2 separate regions of the Mus musculus genome follow, and region 2 is linked to region 1. A link is a contact called in public promoter capture Hi-C data. All regions are on one chromosome and are shown on one strand. Each heading gives the region's core, a stretch centred on a gene start, on an enhancer-like site or on the middle of the called end of the contact. The rest is flanking DNA. Distances are from core to core; before and after follow the strand shown.

Evidence for each region. Promoter capture Hi-C pulls out the DNA fragments that hold promoters and counts their contacts.
Region 2: a contact with region 1 is called in a promoter capture Hi-C map of embryonic stem cells, with 4 times the contacts expected there. The contact joins the promoter of Bend7 here to the promoter of Hspa14 in region 1. A contact is called at or near these places in 5 of 39 promoter capture datasets (cranial neural crest, embryonic stem cells, hippocampal neurons and 2 more), 1 of 484 Hi-C or Micro-C datasets (muscle stem cells), 2 of 115 datasets of contacts at active chromatin or transcription factors (astrocytes and stem cell-derived neural progenitor cells) and 1 of 9 other capture datasets (embryonic stem cells).

The regions. Positions count from the first base shown.
Region 1 is chr2:3,510,614-3,516,725 of GRCm38.p6, forward strand. It overlaps Hspa14 (heat shock protein 14), which reads right to left and starts at 2,201. Exons shown (of 14, transcript NM_015765.2): 1 at 2,021-2,201; 2 at 561-641; 3 at 402-484. The coding sequence starts at 2,077. Cdnf (cerebral dopamine neurotrophic factor) reads left to right here and starts at 2,452. Exons shown (of 4, transcript NM_177647.4): 1 at 2,452-2,628. The coding sequence starts at 2,514.
Region 2 is chr2:4,713,356-4,719,231 of GRCm38.p6, forward strand. Bend7 (BEN domain containing 7) reads left to right here and starts at 4,476. Exons shown (of 9, transcript NM_178663.4): 1 at 4,476-4,937. The coding sequence starts at 4,877.

The sequences.
Region 1 (6,112 bases), core at 951-3,450:
CCAGAAAGTGTCACAAAGGGCCAAGGAGGAAAATCAATAGTAGCTGAAGAAATTATGACCAGTGATAAGAGATTTTACAAAACTCAACCACCATGCAGAGAAATCATCCAATTCCAACAAAATAATTCTAGTTCACTCAGTTCAAGGAGATACAAGAATGCAAAAGGCCAAAGAACCACTTGTGACTGGCATAAATGACTAGAAGTGAGTGCTGGCATTCACTAATACTATGAGACCTGTCAGCAAGAAGCAAACTTCTGAACAACCCCCCTGGGGCTCTCCCTAAAGTAACCGCCATTAAACAGTCTGGAGTGTCTCTCGTTTCCTTAGCATTCTGCCCAGAATGTGCAAGCATGGTTTGAATGTTTGGCTACCATACCTTAAAGTACTTTATGCCATACCTTCTGCCAAGGATCTGTTTCACTTTCACTACTGTGCTTGAAACATGTCTTATTCTACTTTGTTTTGCTGCCAGTCCAACCACCTGAAAAAGAACTGCACATTAACAACAAGACTCTGCATTATTTTCAAGAACCACCGATGAGAGTACTCGACCGTACCTGTTCACGTTCCGAGTAAGCAACAATGGCTGGTGTGACTCTATCCCCTGCATCATTTGCAACCACATCGGCCCGGCCATCCTAAGGAAAGATGTGAGAGGGTTAGTTCTCTCACACTGGAATGCACAATCTCATTGAATATACCTGCAGATTGTAATGGAATTTTAGAAATGCCATTGTATCTGGCATTCACTCAGGTGCCTGAGTGACACCCATTCAGGCCTTAAAGTCATCTTCTGTAAATAATCAGTGATGGGACTTATGGGGTTGCTCTTCCTTTGGGAATTTCAAACTGAGGAATTGCATAACCTCAGTAGCAAGACATTCTTGGCAAACCAGGAATTTTTGCAATGGTTGATAATTGCTTAGGCAATGGGTCCTTCAGACAACGAGATCAGAGAAGACATTCTGGTATTCAGTAATTGACTTGCCAAAAGGCCTTTTTTTCGTAACAATCAATAAAAGCACAAGGCTACCCGAGTTCAGTCCTCAGACTACTCCACCTTGCAAAACCTTACTAGGTTGGCAGTGTCTCTCTTTCTTAGATTGTCCCTCATAAACTGGTCTTTTAACTGCCACTATTTGTTTCTTATAGTTTAATAAAAGGCTTCTTCTAGCCCATGCATTTTCCCGTTTAGATCTGTGCAGTAAGCTGGATCAAATGTATACAACATTCTATACCTAGCAAGCATGATTACACGACTCTCCCACAAATACAGCTTTTCCACCTGCTTCCCTACAAACGAAGTAGCTACTCCCCTGGGACTTTCCTGATAAATCGAATGAGACTTAAAACCGAAGATAGCATCGGTTAAATTCCTTAACATTGTTCCTTCTCCATCGATATTGAGGAGGAAAAAGCTATAGTTCCTTGTTAAGTTCTCAGTTCTAGAATCAAGTGTGTACAGCAAGAGTCAGTTCTTAACTAGGAACCCTTCTCTCGAGGGCAGTTACACAGTGCTCTGGTTGCTCAGAAATTCAAATACCTCCCACCTCCGGGAACCCCGAACCAGTGACGTCACCGTGACCTCTTAGGGACTCTGCGGTCAGTTGTCACTAGGACTTCTCTAGCATCCAGGGGGTCCTGACATCCAGGTTTGTTCTAGGCGTCTTTACAAGAACGATGTCCCCCGCCCCGAGGACTCCAGGCATCCTGGAGCCCTGACGTCTTTTGAACTCTTCTGGGCATCCTATGGCCCGGTCTCCTAAGTGCACCCTGCATGCTTGAGGCCTTTTCGTCCCTAAAACTCCTCAAACAGCCAAGACGTCCAGGATACCCTGGAGTATCCAAGATCCGGCTCTCTGTATCCACCCTCCACACAGCGTGCTTGGCCTTGGAGGGAGAGCCGAGAACCCGCAACATTGCCACTTGCTTGCACGCACGGTTCCCGGGCCGATGACCCGGAGCCCAGAAAACAGGGTGGCCGCCACGGAACCCGGAGACAGCTTCCCAGGCTCACCTTGTAGACAGCCACACAGGCTGATGTGCAGCCCAGGTGCACGCCGATCGCCGCCATAAGGCGGCGGAGACCACGGCAGCTCAACGAAGGACCCTTCAGCAGCTTCAGCTAGCTTCCTCGGAACAAGCCCATCAGGCACTGCGGAGACTTCACGTTCCCGCCCGCCTACTGCGTCCGGTCTGCTGCGCCGGCCTCCCAAGTCGCAGCCAATCAACATAAGGATGCCGCCTTTCATCAGAACGGTTAGCCAATAGTTTTAGCGCATCACTCCGCGCTCCTTGGGAGCCCGGCGTAAACGCCGGTCTGCTCAAGCTCAAGCCGGAAAGGCCCGGAAGAGGGTCATTAGCTCCTCCCTCTCCTGAGCGCCGTTCATCAGAGCCAATGGGAACGCCTGGTGAGATTGCGTCACTTGTTTCCTGCCTCTTTCCGGCTTCACGAGGCAGCCCCCACTACAGTAAGGAAGGTGTGGGTAGTTCCGGGTCCCAGGCTCAGCATGCGGTGCATCAGTCCAACTGCTCTGGTGACCTTTTGCGCCGGGTTTTGTATCTCGAACCCTGTGCTGGCGCAGGGCCTGGAGGCCGGTGTGGGGCCGAGGGCTGACTGTGAAGGTGAGCGGTGTGTGACCTGCTTGCATGGCGGCGACACCGCGCTCAGCCTAGCAATTGCCTAAGCAGCTTCTCCCGGCCCAAGCTGTAAATAACATTTCACCCTTCTGCTTTTGCTGTCATTATTAAGGTGGCGCAGAAAAAGGAGTGAAATAGGATTCGTATTAGATTTTGTGCAAATGGTCTCCGCTGCCAACTTGATTTTGTTGCTCCTAACCGAGGAGACTTGCTTCTCTGCTCAGAAGACATGTTTTGAGGTTCAAACTAATTGCCATTCCTAGGAGGTAAATAAAACATGGCAATACGTTAGGGTTGCTGAAATCAAAGACAAGGGTACGGCTGACTAGGACTTTATAGACAAGCTGCTTTACAAAGGAGCACATTAATTCCTAGAGAACGATAAAATAGACGCCTGTTTTCTTCTGTGGACTTGGCGATCATACCTTCAATTCCACCATCCCACCTGGTTTTGAGGGTGTTATAGTACCTAGGTTTTGTAAAAACAAAACAAAACAAAAAAACAGTGTATTTTGTAGAGGACTGTTAACAAGAGCCAAGATGAACAGTTTTGATAGTCCCTTTGGGACCACTGTAGCACTTCTTGTTTTATTGAAGTGATGTAAACATATATCTTCTCATCTTGAGAGCAGATGTACTGAACAGAAAATGGAGACAAGATTCATGTGGAATGGGCAGTTGAGTCTTATTGTAAGTAAATAGTATTAATAGTAGTTGGAGTCCAGCTTTCTATCAGCAATTATCAAACCTTCCTCTAGAAATTTAAAATAAGTTTAGATGTTATTTAAAATTTCTGTAGCTAAAGATACTGGTTTAACAGTTATAATTTCAGTTAAAGATCTCATCTTGGGCAAGCAGGATTTTATTATAGAACTTCAAACTATTTTGAAATCATTATAGATTGATGTATGAAACTACTTTAATAAACAAAAAAGGGCTGGAGAGATGGCTCAGTGGTTAAGAGCACTGACTGCTTTTCCAGAGGTCCTGAGTGCAATTCCCAGCAACTACATGGTGGCTCACAATCTGTAATGGGGTCTGATGCCCTCTTCTGGTGTGGCTGAGGACAGTGACAGTGTACTCACATATATAAAATAAATAAACCTTAAACAAAACAAAACAACAAAGAAAACCCTGAACCTTAAATAACAACAATGTAACACACACATTTGACATCACACCAATGCACACAAATGGGGACCCTTAAGTTACTAGCTCCATCATCTGTGCTGAGGTTATCAGAGACTAATCCAAGGACATCCAAGGGTTGAACTTGGGTTTCTCTGTGACTCCCGACAGTATTAGAATTTTTTCTTTCCTGAAGTCCCTGCCTTGATGACTTTGACATTGCCGCTGCTCTGTCTTTGCCTCCATCACGGCAAACATTTTCCAGATTTGTTCATGTGCTTCTCAACCTTTGGCTATGGCTGGCTTCTGTTTTTTGTTTCTTCCTTTCTTCCTCCCTCCCTCCCTCCCTCCCTCCCTCCCTCCCTCCCTCCCTCCCTTCCTTCCTTTTGATACAGGGTCTCACTATGTAGCCCTAAATGGCTTGTAACTCACTATGAAGCACACTGTCTTCAAGCTCACAGAGAGATCTGCCTGCCTCTGCCTCCCCAGTGTGGGGATTAAAGATGCGTGCCATCAATGCTTGGCCTAGCCATGGCTTAGTTGTTGGAATTTTTCTGTGTCATGCCCTCTGTATTTATTATCAGTCTGCATACAGTGCAAAAAAAAATCAATCTGCCTGACTGTCCAGTAAATTCTACATCTCTGTATCCAAGCCACCTTCTCCCCAGAGTTCCGGACATATTTTCTGTCAGGTGATTATGGAGTGACTAAGTATTCAAAAAACGTGATGTAGTTAAAAAGTAATCCTCAAATGGAACTTATTCCTATGCTATGAGGTTATGAGGTTAACAAAATTAACTGGTTTGTTCTGTATTTCCTCTTCCTTCCTTCCTTCCTTCCTTCCTTCCTTCCTTCCTTCCTTCCTTCCTTCCTTCCTTCCTTTCTTTCTTTCTTTCTTTCTTTCTTTCTTTCTTTCTTTCTTTCTTTCTTTCTTTCTGCTGGCCAATTGCTTGTCTATTGACTCTACCTTCCTATGGATTCTCTACCTTTCTTTTTCCCCAGGTCTACTGCCTTGTCTTGGTGTCTTTCCATCCTGTAGCTTGCCCCATCTCTGGGAGGGTTGTCAGGTTCTCCTGGATTTAATGTTTTTCCAGTTTCCACCAGGTAGTGTCTCCCCCTCCCCCACGGTTTCTCAGAAGATTCAAAAAATCATTTCACTACACACCACGCAGCTATGTACTTTTAAAAAGTCTCTCTAGATGATGTCTCTCATCCCATGGATTTAAAACTCTGTTATTATACTCAACAGGCAGAGTACTGATAAAGGATACATATGCACTGTGGCAAAATTTCATGCATGTTTTGGTGAGACAAATGTCCATCTTTAAAAACAAAAGTTAGAGTTCTTGAGTTTCCTCATTTGGATTGATGATTCCTTGTCAGAATGGCAGAGATGTTTAGAAATCAAATGAGGATATGCTGGGGAAGAGATATGAGACCTTTGCAAGACTGGATCTCTCTTATAGGAAGACAAGATGGGAGATTGCTTAGAGACTGATGAATTCCTGCTCACAACAGTGATCATGACAGCAGGTGTCTTCTTTGTAGACTTAATGTATTTGATAATTAAGATGAGTAAAAGATACGTCAGAAGACATTTTTCATTCTATTGGTGGCTCATAACACTGGTGATCAGTTAGATGGGTTTTTGTTTGTTTTGTTGTTGTTGTTTATTGTCATTGCCTCTGGGGAGAACACTGGGCCTTTATCTTGTCCTACCTCACTGGCTGTTCCTACGAGTCCTTTTCTCATTCTGTCTCACATTCTCCACCTCTAAACGTTGGCGTTTCCTGAAGGTGGTCCCCAGGCCTGCTCTTCCTCCAGCTCCCTTTGTTCTGTGGTCTCATCGTCTGACTATTGCTTGAATATGATGAATTACACATTTACATACCATCCTGGGCCGCATCCTAATTCTCAGATTTATAGTTATGTGTCTCATCAACATTTCAGTCAATGATGGACCATGTGCACTAACATGGTTCTATGGGATTATGAAAACATTCTACTGCTCAATGATATTGAATTCCCTGTTTCTAATCAATCGTTTGTGTTGGTCTGGATCCAACAGACCCAGGAAATGGCCGGTCTTATGAATGACAGCAATATAACATGTAGAGCACAGTATTTACTGTTTACCTTCAACAATCATTGCTTGGATTCTTCTTAATTGAAAAGGTAAAGTGTCAACTAGCCTCAGGCAGGCACTTGAGAAAATATTCTGGAAGGGAGGGATTTGCTTCAGACCTTTAATCCTATCACTCAGGAGGCAGAGGCAGGCTGATCTCTGTGGGTTCGAGGCCAGCCTGTTCTCCACAGGGAGATCCTGTCTCAAAGCAAAAAT
Region 2 (5,876 bases), core at 3,226-5,725, 1.2 Mb after region 1:
GTTAATGAAGCAAGATGAAAAAACTACTTAGAAAAACTGTAATTTACTAAATCTAAAAACGTGCATATAGTATAGTTCATCAACTCTACTCATATATATGCGATTGTATGTTTTTATGCACCAAGAAAGATGGGGGAAAATGAGCAATAGCCATCAGTAGTAGAATGTTTTTTGTTTTTGTTTTTGTTTTTTTAAATGCTATAGTCCTCTAAGACAATGTACAACACAGCAAAGAATGAGCTACCTATCCCAGCGGAGGAGACCAGTACATCTCTGGGACATGTTAAGCAGAAACAGCAAGATGCAAAACAGTATATAATACATGATTCCACTAACACTTAGCTCATCAATAGGCACAGGCAGGCTACGGTGACAAAAGTTAGAGTTATCTTTTCCTAGGGTGGGGTGAGTCTATTGGGGAGGTCGCAGGAGAGCTTGCTCGTATGTTTAGACAATTCCACATTTTCAATAGTATGGTAGGTGCACAGACATTTGCATTAGTAAAGTAAAACAAAGTGTCCACGTGAGATTTGTATTCTTGACTGTGTTTAATTTCGGTGTAAAGAAAAAATAGAAAACTTTAAAGAAATGGGACAATCACCGGCTACCTATCACTTGTTAAGAATCTGGAGACTGTCCTAATATCACTGAGAAAACAATGATCATATGAGAACATTAATATACACTAAGCTTGGAGAGTGACTAAGAGAATTACATCCTATACAAACACATGAAGCTCCTAAAGGAATGTAAACATAAGGTGACACTTTTAAATAAAGTTCCAAAAAAAAAAAAAAAAAAACAAAACCCACTTGACTGATATAATCTCTTACACTTTCTCCATTGTTTTAAATTTCTCTCACTGAAAGTAAACTAGAATGTGAACCTGTGTGAGGCTGAAGGATGGACTAAGGAGGGCCACTGTGTAGTTATCTGTGCTGTCTATGAGCCTCAGGACGAGTGACTATCCTCCAACTGAAAGCTACGGGGACTGCTAAGGTAAGGGAGCCCTTGGGGAATGACTACACTTTCAGTTCCAGAGAATCCAGAGGTATGAGTAGCTTAAGATTGATGATGCTGTTTTACCTTTCTTTCTGTTTGAGGGTTAAAAGGTAATATGTTGTAGTCACAATTATATACACAACTGGCTCAAATCCTGAAGTTTCTCTATTTACAAGCTGCCCAGTATGGTCGCCATAGAGCACCTGGAATGTAGGTAGTTTGAATGGATTTGTTCTCCAACTGCAAAATACACCTCACACACCAGTTTCAAAACTTTGTACAAACAGAATATAAAACATCTCAAGAACATTCTGCTACGTGTCCAAATGACAATGGTTTAATGGTTTCAGTTAAACAAAATGTATTTATGAAATGAACTTAATTTGATTGTTCTTTAATGTTAATACAAAAGTCCAAATTATTCATATGGCTCATGTTATATTTCTTTTGGGAAATGGGAGAGCTAAATAAAGATGGGAATTTTCATAATACTATTTATTTCTCTTACGACATAGTTTCCAGAGAATTTTAAGATTTATGTTACGGTTATTTAATGTTTTCTGGCCAAATTACCTGTCTTTGTCAAAGATTAAAACCTATGCTTAATCTTTATAATCAACCTGGTTTTGGAATGGCCATATAATAAGATGTTTGGCCTGCATGATGTCATGGAATATTTGCCCAGACTTACCCCGAGCTCCAGAACATGTAAACCTGTGGTTCTGAAGTTTCTGAGAACCTGTAAGTACTGAGCAGAGCTAGATCTAAAGAGTTTGCTAGGACACCTCAACCCAGACACTATATCCAAACAAACCAACAGTGCTGACCCTCGACATCTCTATGCTGAAGCCCCGACCTTGAATGACTGGATATGGAGATGAGGTCCTAATCGACAGTAATTAAGGTTAAAAGAAGCCAAAAGGGCAGGCTCTTGTCCATAAATTGTGTAGTCTTATAAGAGGAACTGGAGGTTGGAGGTCAGTGTGCGGGGGAACCAGCTCAGCAACTGAGAGCACTTGTTGCTCATGCAGAAGACCCAAGTTTGCTTCCCAGCACCCACCCCACGTGGAGGCTCACAGCCATTGCATATCCAGTTCTGATCTAATGCCCTCTTCTGACTTCTGTGAGCACCAGGCACACACATGGTGCTCATACACACATTCGGGTGAAACACATAAACATAAACTAATAAAATAATAAATCTAAAACATTTTTAAATACCAATTGTGAATGCTCAGGCAACAGGCAGCAGTTTACAAGCAAGGGAAAGATCCCTCCCTCCCCAGAGACAGACTGTATCAGACCTTGATCTTGGACTCCTTGCAGTGATAGGAAAGCAAATTTCTTAAGTCAGGCAGTCTGTGATATTTTGCTAAGTTAACCTACACAACCTATTACAGATACATACCCAGTCAAGGCAATTCCAGCTTGATATTACTTAATACTAACTGTAGATCCATAAATTTGTTGGATAAAGCCACAGTGGTGTGTACCAAGTAGAAAGTAAATAAAACTAGTTGATATCCCCTAGAAAGCAATAGAACAGGCTGTTTCATAGTCTTTACACACCATGAGTGGATACTCATGGACCATCTTTGAAGAGCTCAGTCAAAAGGGCAAAGACATAGTTACTATTAATTTTAGGTAGTCTCTTAAAATATCCCCTTAACTACATAGAGGATATTCCCTTCAGCAGGTAGAAGTCACATTCCTGCTTGAACTTAAAGTGAATGATATCTTTCCTAGGGATGTACTTCTTGGGGTGATACCTTCAATGATTTCATCATAGTTTAAGCACAATAAAAGCTTACTTTATGCTCCAAGGCGAGACTACTCTGCATTATTCAATTAGCGTAGTACTCAGCCTGTGACTATTGGAATAAAATTTGACAAGGGATCTCTCTCTCTCTCCCTCCCTCTATCTCTATCTCTATCTCTCACGGCCCCAGAATGGGGTGTAGAATGTTTTCTTACTTTAGAAACATCCCAGACACCTTCAGGTTTATAAAATTCTGGTTTTGAATGGAGGTGGGGGAAGAAACAAGTGGGATTATTGCCCAAACCACTATCATACTGAACCCTTCACTGCATCTTTTAACTCTAAAGAGATCAAAGAACTTCACCAAATACAATTTCATTTCTTCCATACACTTTTCTGGGAAAAGGACTCAGCCTCTAACATAATCTCAAAGAAGTAGGAAAAAAAAAATGAATCCCCTCTTAAAGTGATTTGCTTTAGAGCTGGATGAAGCGCTTGGTCTCCCTGCGGCCAGCCGGGTGTCCACACTGCCGGGTGTCCACACCCGTGTCTATCCACACCCGTGTCTATCCTGTTGTCTCCAGCTGGCTTGCTGCTCACCGGTTCTTTGGTTTTATTTCCCAGGCATGTTTGCACTGCTTGCTCCTTGGTAGTCACCCTGCTTCTAACGTCAAGGTTCTATCAGAGTGGCTTTTGAACGGCTGTCCATTTGAGTGCAACTAACCTCAATCATTCATCAAGACAGCCCACCCCAGCCCCCTCCCCCCTTTTCTCTGCATTCTTTGGAGCAACCTGACCTTCCTAAGGTGTTGGAGCAGCAGCCCATCCCTTCTTCCCCTTTGTACTTTGGTCTAGAAACCGTAGATTTGGAGGCCGTACTTTTAAGCGTGTCAGATCATGTTTCCACACTACCATTCCCAGGTGATGTAAAAAATCTTTTCTATTCCCACTTAAAACATGTGGTAAGAAATGGCGCCTACAGTAAGTGCACACTTGGCTCCCCAGAGAAAAAGATTACATAAAACTCCCAATGGCCATTGGCGGACGGCAATTATTTTGGTATTTCTGCGTCAAGTGGCAGAGTCTATGCACCTGCTATGACCACTGTTTCCCTAAGAGCCTGCACCCCCTTGCACTCCTCACCTCTAGTATTCCTCTCCCCAAAACACCATTCCAAGCACCCCCTTTGCATATAACTTCCCCTACAGTCCCCAGGGTGGGGATAAGAATTGATGTTCGCTCCATCCCATAGTCTTCTCAGCAGTACATGCTCAAATTTCTCTCTGTTTGCTCCAAGAGCGCGGATGGGTAAGTTCTTCACCCCCTCTTAAAAGTTGCCTAAAATCCGCGTCTGGCCCTGGCACCGCCCGCCTCTCAGACAGAGCGAGGGCTGGCCGCCAAGGAGCCACGATCCCTGGCTTATTTCTAAAGGCAGGTTCGCCTCCGGGAGCCGCAGAGGGAGGCCGGGCAGAGCGCGGCGTCCGTCCGGGGGGGCAGCTCCACGGGCCCGGGCCGCTCCGGACGCTGAACCGCGCGGCCTCCGGCCCATGCCGGGTCGCCGCACGGCCGAGTCCAGCAGTGGCGGCGGCCCCCGGGGGATGGCGGCGGCCGGGCTCCGCCAGCAGGTGGTCCCGGGGTCCCGGCGGCGCCGCCCCCTTCGACGGCGCGGCCCCTACTCCCGCGGGGGAGGTCAGCGCCCCGGCCGCCGCTCCGCACCCGCCGCCGCCGCCCTCCCTCGGCTCGCCGCGTCCCCCGGGCCGCGTCCGCAGGCTGAGCCCAGGCGGGCCGCGGCGAGCACCCCACAGCTCCGCGCCCCAGCCCGGCCCCGCTCCCAACGGAAAGTTGGGCTGCGGCGGGCTGCGTTCGGGAAAGAGCGAGGCGGCATGAAGGGGCACCGAGGGGTCGCCTAAGACACCGGGGAGGCGGAGCCGCGCGCGGGGACAACTTCGCCCCGGGCGCGCAACCCCCGGCCGGGCTCGCGGTGGTTCCTCCCGTCCCTCGGCCTCCCCCGCCGATCGCGACGCGGACCTTGGTCCCGGCGGCTCCGCGGCGGTGACACGAGCCCGCCTCAGCCGCCGCCTCAGTCTCCTGCCGCGCCGCCACCTTGCCCGCACCATGGAGTTCTCGGAGAGGAAAAGAAGCAGGAAATCCCAGAGCTTCAAACTGGTGAGCCGAGGTAAGCTGCCGGCCCGGGGACAGCGGCGGGAAGCCGGCGCCGCGCTCCGCGCACTCGGCCCCGCGCGCCCCGGCCGCCCGCGGGCTCCACGCCGGGGGCGCGCCCGCCCCGACCCCCTCGTCCCCGCCCGAACCCGGGCCCCCCGCGGGCCGCACACGCCCCGCCGCGGGGAAAGTTGTGCCTGAGGGGGACCCACCGGGTGTTATTGAAGGTAAACAAGTCGGAGGGCACGTCAGGAAATTAGCAAACAATGACACCGGGGAGCCGAGCCCACTCTGGGGTGCCGCCGCCACGGCGGCCGCTGGGCTGGGGTGGCTGAGGGTTTGCCTGGCCGGCAGGCCGAGAATAGACTGGGATTTGTTTTTGTTTTCGTTTTTTTTTTCCTTCCCCCACGCAAAGAGAAGGAGGAGAGAAAAAGATGATCATTGTTCTTTTTAAGAAGAATCAGCTCATTAGGGAATCGAAGCTCAAGGCAGAAATTGTTGACATACAGCATCTTTTCCAGTTGAGTGATTTGGGTGGAAAGGTAGTTTTAAGATTATCTCGTATACCAGTCAGACAAGTGTCGCATCACAAGAAATAAAGAAAAATCCAGCTTGGTCCTGCCGACTAACAGGTGTACAGCACACTCTTTATAGGCGTTTATTTTGTCCGGGGAGGAGAAAGTTGAGTAGTATCTCCTCTGGGTTCTGTTTCTTGTTCGAGTCCATCTTCCTGATTTGAGTCTTTAAAAAATGGTGCCAACTCGGACAAGAAACACCTGTCAAAATGTATCACCTTAATAATCGAGAATGGTGATACCCCCCCCCCAACCTCCCCAGAGGTAATGGTACAAGTTCTAATATGAGCCCACACTCTTTAAATATCTTTGCATTAACTTGGGTCAAAGCCAAATCAGAGAAGCGCTCCACTTTCCCTAGGTGGTTTTTATCTACCGCT